2 separate regions of the Mus musculus genome follow, and region 1 is linked to region 2. A link is a contact called in public Hi-C data. All regions are on one chromosome and are shown on one strand. Each heading gives the region's core, a stretch centred on a gene start, on an enhancer-like site or on the middle of the called end of the contact. The rest is flanking DNA. Distances are from core to core; before and after follow the strand shown.

The links. A called contact is a pair of places that touch in the nucleus more often than the background predicts.
Region 1: a contact with region 2 is called in a Hi-C map of bone marrow-derived macrophages, with 58 read pairs. The contact joins the promoter of Bloc1s4 here to the enhancer-like site in region 2. A contact is called at or near these places in 18 of 39 promoter capture datasets (the 3T3-L1 cell line, 3T3-L1-derived adipocytes, the C10 cell line and 12 more), 3 of 15 datasets of contacts at CTCF or cohesin (CD8 T cells, large pre-B cells and pro-B cells), 74 of 484 Hi-C or Micro-C datasets (the 4T1 cell line, the 63-12 cell line, the AML12 cell line and 46 more), 25 of 115 datasets of contacts at active chromatin or transcription factors (the 230-238 cell line, CD8 T cells, the HPC-7 cell line and 19 more) and 3 of 9 other capture datasets (adipose tissue, liver and pancreatic islet).

What each region holds. Positions count from the first base shown.
Region 1 is chr5:36,747,343-36,750,485 of GRCm38.p6, reverse strand. Bloc1s4 (biogenesis of lysosomal organelles complex-1, subunit 4, cappuccino) reads left to right here and starts at 1,807. Exons shown (of 1, transcript NM_133724.3): 1 at 1,807-3,112. The coding sequence starts at 1,841. The coding sequence ends at 2,488.
Region 2 is chr5:36,674,430-36,677,557 of GRCm38.p6, reverse strand. All of the region lies in intron 1 of D5Ertd579e (DNA segment, Chr 5, ERATO Doi 579, expressed), which reads left to right. Among named protein-coding and RNA genes, the nearest start is that of Gm24878, 9.5 kb to the right of the region's middle. Within about 2 kb of position 1,802, at least 46 of the 459 cell types and tissues checked have an H3K27ac peak or open chromatin away from gene starts, as enhancers often do. A contact at or near this core is called in the 4T1 cell line, the C2C12 cell line, the HL-1 cell line and 9 more, where this site is marked.

The DNA of each region.
Region 1 (3,143 bases), core at 558-3,057, 73 kb before region 2:
GTGCCATCTCTCCAACCCTGGAATGGAAGTAGCATTTTTAAGAGCAGTTAGTATTTTTTTCTTTATTATTATTTTTTAATCCTGGGCTATGAAAGGCTGATATTCTTTGTCTCCGTGGCAAGTTCTCCCCGCGATGTGTTTCAGGTTCACAGCGATAGACTCCAGTCAGCTGACCCAGATGGACTGACATGATGGAGAACTGAAGCAGCTTGTAGCTTTCTCTATTTTGTTGCTCAAAGTTGTTTTTCTTCTCTAATTCCTAATTCCCAGTGGGAAAAGAGGTCATGTGAGCTCTACCCAGAGAGAGGATGTGTTTAACACCTAACAAAACTCCAACCACCCAGTCTTTTGCAGGATGCGTGTGGGTACCTGCCTGTGTATGAGTATGTCAATAGTAAACAGCCAACACTTTTCCTAACTGTTCCCTATTGGGGATCTGGTTTACGTCTCCTGACAATGGGGTCCAGGCCATTTGGACAAAATACCCACTACAAATCCCATCAAGACAAGGGCATCTCTACTTTATGCCTGTCTTCACTTGACAATGTTGAAGAATAAGGCCCTAAGTTTCCCAAGGACCTGCCAGACTGCATGGGTCTCAGAGACGCCACCTTGGATGTTTCTATGAATATTAAGAATTTATTCCTACCTTGTTTTTGTGTTTGTTTGTTTGTTTTTCTGGTAGCATTGTGATGGAATCCATGCTTGGGTGAGAGTACTTCTTTTGTGAGGAGGCTGAGATGACCACTCGTTAGGTTGACTTTTGTGTTCCACTGTTCTTGCTTTTGCTTACAGTTTATTTTGCTATCGCTGGTAAGGGAAAAGAGGCAGGCTGGAGCCTCACATGGGTGCTGGTGGGTACTACACAGTGGATAGATGTGGGAACAAGTCTAAGAGAGCTGTGAACTTACTGTGAACTACGGATAGGCCATTGTGTGGGATGTTCTTCCCACAAGGTGGCCTTCTAGAAAGAATTACATAAACTGTGATAAGAGGATACGCAAGGACGTGCAGGAAATGCCCTGGCATGTCCCCGTTATCTCTGTGGGAAAGACAAATAGGAGGGATATTCTTGGCTCTTTTCACAAGACCAAAGATGATAACACCAGGTATATTTTCTGTACTTGTATTTGCTAAAACTAATCATAAATGTCACCTCATATTTTGCTTCCTTTAATAATAAAAATGAGAAGTTCTTTGTATTATTCTTGAGCTCAAACACCTGGAGTCCCCCAGTTCCTAGACAGGGCTTTGGAATATCCTTCCATCTACGGAGATTTAGCCTTGGCTGGCTACAGGGCAGGTGGAGCAACAGAGGTAACCTGCTGTGACGGTATGGACAGCCTCAGCTCTGCTTCAATGTATTTCTCTGACACTATCATTTGTCAATTTACCACCAATCTACCTATCATTCCATTATCTATTGATCTGTCTGTCTGTCTGAGACAGAGCCTCACTACAGGACCCTTGGTGGCGTGAAACTGGCCAGGCTGGCCTTGAATTTAAGAGATTTGTCTGCCTCTGACTCCTGAGTGTTGCTACCAAAGGCCTGTGCCACTGGTCTAATCTATTTGTCATCTATTATCTATCTGCCATCTACCCATCTTTCTATCTATCCTCTAATCGTCTGTCACCCTCTTTGGATTACTAACTTGTGCAAACTCTGCTGGCACACACTACGAACGCACCGACAAGCCAGCCAGAAGCACTGCGGGCTCTCTGGGCATGTGGATAGTAGGCTTGGCTACTTGTTAGGGGCGTGACGTCTTTAGGAGGCGCCGGAAGCAGGCATCTCAGACCGTAACGCAATCGCTCAGCACCGGAAGCGGCCGAGCGGGCCATGGAGGAAGGACCCGCCGTCGGAACCCTGTCTCGAGAGGTCTCTACCGAGGAGGCCGAGCCGTTGGGCGCCGCGTGGAGCGGGGACAGCGGCCACGTCTCGCAGAGCCACAGCAGCGCGTCCGGGCCGTGGGACGATGACGGCCCCGAGGACGCGCCGGGCCGCGACCTGCCGCTGCTGCGCCGCGCCGCCTCGGGCTACGCCTCCAGCCTGCTGCCCAGCGCGGGACCGAGGCCAGAGGTGGAGGCGCTGGACGCCAGCCTGGAGGAGCTGCTGGCCAAGGTGGACGAGTTCGTGGGCATGCTGGACATGATCCGCGGGGACTCGTCGCATGTGGTGGGCGAGGGCGTGCCCCGGATCCACGCTAAGGCGGCCGAGATGAGGCGCATCTACGGCCGGATCGACAAGCTGGAGGCCTTCGTGCGGATGATCGGGAGCAGCGTGGCCAGGATGGAGGAGCAGGTCGCCAAGGCCGAAGCCGAGCTGGGGACCTTCCCGCGGGCCTTCCGGAGGCTGCTGCATACCATCAGCGTCCCCGCTCTCTTCAGGTCGGCGCCCAGCGGGCCCCAGCGCGCGGCGTACGAGCCGCCAGTCCTGTTTCGGACCGAGGACCACTTCCCTGGCTGCGGTGACAGACCGCAGCTCTGAGCGTGTGCGCCTCCACCGCATGAGGACTCCAGCGAGACTCTTGTCCCAAGTGTTAAGAAATCCTGTGAACTGGCGTATGTGATGCCGGGATGTGAAAGGTTAAAGTTTATTTTCTGCAAACGACTTGACATCGTCAGTATTCGATGCCAAGAGTGTAGGTCTCTATGTCTTCCAGTTCGGATTCGAAAGCTCTTTGGTGGGGACCTGGGGAAGCCAACTGAATTAATTTATCGGTGCAATACGGCAGAGCTGTTATTTTTATGGCCTTTATTACAGTGAACAGTGTTTCCTTGTTAAGATTTATATATTTATATGATCAAAAGTGCCCAAGAAATTAAAGCTGTATTATTAAATCCTAACAGTGGTTCAGTTTTCTGTAGCCTTCTGGGATAGATAGTAAATTGTTTTGTATTATATTCAATTTTCTATGGTGTAGACTGTAAGCCAAAGGAAAGAAGACAGTTTCTTAAGATAGCAAACTGGGCGTTTTGTTGCAGGGAGTCCTGAAGTTGTATTTGACAGTTTGACTGGAAGCTTAGTTTATCAAAGCAAGAATATTAATGTATGGTTGTCAGTGTTCTATTTATAGCACATCAATTAAAATGTTAAATTTCTTTGGCAGAGATTTCCTTCTGGAGATTATTTACCATAGTTT
Region 2 (3,128 bases), core at 553-3,052:
TACATATACGCACTTATATATATAATGTGGTGGTGGTGTTTTAGGATAAGGTCTTACTCACATAACAGCGAGTTGGCCTAGAACTTGACATCCCTCTACAACTTGGGGAATATAGAGGTTACAGATATATACCCCTAAACTTGGCTCTTTGATCTTATTTAGTTATTTTAGAAGCTATTTAATTTTTTAGAAAACAATTTTGAAAAAAATTATTGCACATTTGTTTGTGTGCATGCATGCATGTGTGCATGTGCCTGTGTGCCACAGCGTGCATGTGGAGGTCAGAAACAGCTTGCAGGAGTTTCCATGTGGGTTCAGGGATGGGGTTGAGGTTTCCAGGCTTATGTGACAAGTGCCTTTACCCACTAAGCCATCTCACTGGCCTCTAAAGGTAATTAATGAAGTGGTGGTGCACACTTTTAGTCCTAGTACTGGGGAGACAGAGGTAGGTGGATATCTGAGTTGGAAGCCAGCCTGGTCTACAAAGTGAGTTTCAGGATAGCCTGGGCTATGCAGAGGAATTAAACAAAGATAGCTAATGAAGCAGATGTAACTGTAACTGCATCTCTAGCTATCTTTATTTCCTTAAGGGGATCCACATTTTGTGCTGGAATACTTTTTTTTTTTTAAGAATTATTTAATTACTTTATGAGTACACTGTAGCTATCTTCAGACACCCCAAAAGAGGGCATTGGATGCTATTACAGATGGTTGTGAGCCATCATGTGGTTGCTGGGAATTGAGCTCAGGACCTCTGGAAGAGCAGTCAGTGCTCTTAACCACTGAGTCATCTCTCCAGTCCTCTATGGTGCAATGCCTTTTCTTCTGTCTAAAAGACTTCATATTTCCTATAGGGCAGGTTTGTTGGGAATAGTTCAATTTTCATGTGTCTGAGAAATCTATTTCATCTTGGCTTTGAAAGACAGTTTTATAAGTATGGAGTACTAGGTTGACAAGGTCCTTGGTGTTTCAAATCTTACCTGATCATCTGCTCACTTACACTGATTTCAACAAGAGCTGGATGCTATCCTTACCTTTGCTACTATACTTAATGTCTCTGCCTCACCCTGGCTGCTTTAGAATTTTTTTTTAAAAGATTTATTTATTTATTATATGTAAGTACACTGTAGCTGTCTTCAGACACTCCAGAAGAGGGCATCAGATCTTGTTACAGATGGTTGTGAGCCACCATGTGGTTGCTGGGATTTGAACTCCGGACCTTCAGAAGAGCAGTCGGGTGCTCTTACCCACTGAGCCATCTCTCCAGCCCCGCTTTAGAATTTTTATGTTGGTTAGAGGCTTGAGGTTTTCTGTGCTGTGCCATTTTCTTCATTCATGTGCTTGGAGTCTTTGACTATCTTGCTCATTTAGTTTCTATCAGTTTTGAAAAAGTGATAATTAAAGTACAGATATCAGCTTTTAGTATATTTAAGTGAATTTATTTTTCTCATTCTTGTCTCCTATTTTGAATAGTTGTCAGACACTGTAAATTCTAATTTCCCAGGTCCTGGTGTTTTTGAATTCCTATAAATATCTTTGAGTTTTGTTCTGAAACCACAGTAAAGTTAACTGAAAACAGTTTGGTTCTTTGGAGTCTTGTAAGATTTGTTTGGGGACAGACATGGTTACTGAGATCAGGTTAGAGAGATGGAGGCTGGAGATTCAAGGCCAGGCCTTTATGATCTACATGAGATGCTGTTTCAAGACATTAGCACCACCACCAAAAAAAGAACCAGCAGAAGATTTGTTAGGCTGGACCAAACCAGTATTTACACAATAGCTAATTCTTGCCAAATACAAAAACCAGACTTCTAGAGTTGTGAGGTTCCTGGCTTGGCTGCAGGTGCAGCTTGCTGCTGTTGGGGATCAGGTACTGATTCATCTTTCCCAGGGATTCATCCTTGCTGTGGGGGTCTCTGTGACCACCAGACCCTGCAGAGTAACGATCTGCATGAGGCAAGAAGGGAATCTGACTCAGCATGACTCATTAGCTGGTGTTGATTCAAACTTAGACAGTTTAATACTAGACAGTTTATATTAGACATATTTAAGTACAGTACAATTTGGAAAAAAGTTTTATAGTGTAATACATCCCCTATGCACAAAGAGGCATAATTACATTGAAAGTTTTTTCAAAGTATATTTCTTCTATGAAGATGGGTTCTAGATATAGCCTACCTGTGTTATCTTAAGGGGTCCGGGGAGGATCTGGTGTGGTCTAGGTCATACAGACAGCATACAGGTTATTTAGACCATCAACCACCTCTGGTCCTGTTTGTGGGAGCTTAGGTGAGCCAGGCAAATCCTGGCCCTACAGATAGCACAGGGGTTTGCCAAGGCCAGTGTTTCTCAACCTGTAGCTTACAGTATCCTACATATCAGACATTTACATTATGATTCATAACAGTAGCAAAATTGAAATTGTGAAGTAGCAAGAAAAATAACTTTATGGTTGGGGTTACTACACCACGAGGAACTGTATTAAAGAGTCACAACATTGGAAGGGTGAGAACCATTGACTCTAGGCAGTTAGACACCCCCCCACCATTTCTTGTCTTTTGGGCAGAAAACAGGTTATACATTTTTTTTCCTTTCACAAAACAGCCCTGAGTGTTTAACATTCCTGGTTTCTTTAGTGCTTATCTGTGAGCACAAGGACCTTTGTGCTCCCAACACTGTGCCTTAGTTCTGTTCATGCTCAAACTTGTCGGTCCTCTGCTGTACTCCCCAGGAGAGCTCACTGCAAGTCTCTGATGGTGGTGCCTGCCTTTCTCTAGGTCTCCTGTGAGTTCAAGCTGCCTGAATTCTCTCGCTCCCTCTTCACCTGTTCCAAGGCTCCTCAGTCTGGCTGGTTTTCACTAAGTAACTTGTCAGCTTGATTCAAGTGGCTATTGTTAATCGGTCTGTCTAATATCTTCCTGAGAACCAAACATTTATTAAATCATTTATGGAAAATGTTTTAATTTTGAGAGACAGCTGGGAAATATCACCTGGTGAAAAGTAGAAAATTTTTGCTTTAATTTAACTACCTTTCAAAGTTTAATAAAGGCAGTATATTAGTGAGGATTTTTTTAAGTAGCAAAATAGTAAAACATTTTATTCTAGTTATACAATGGATTTAGAATTGT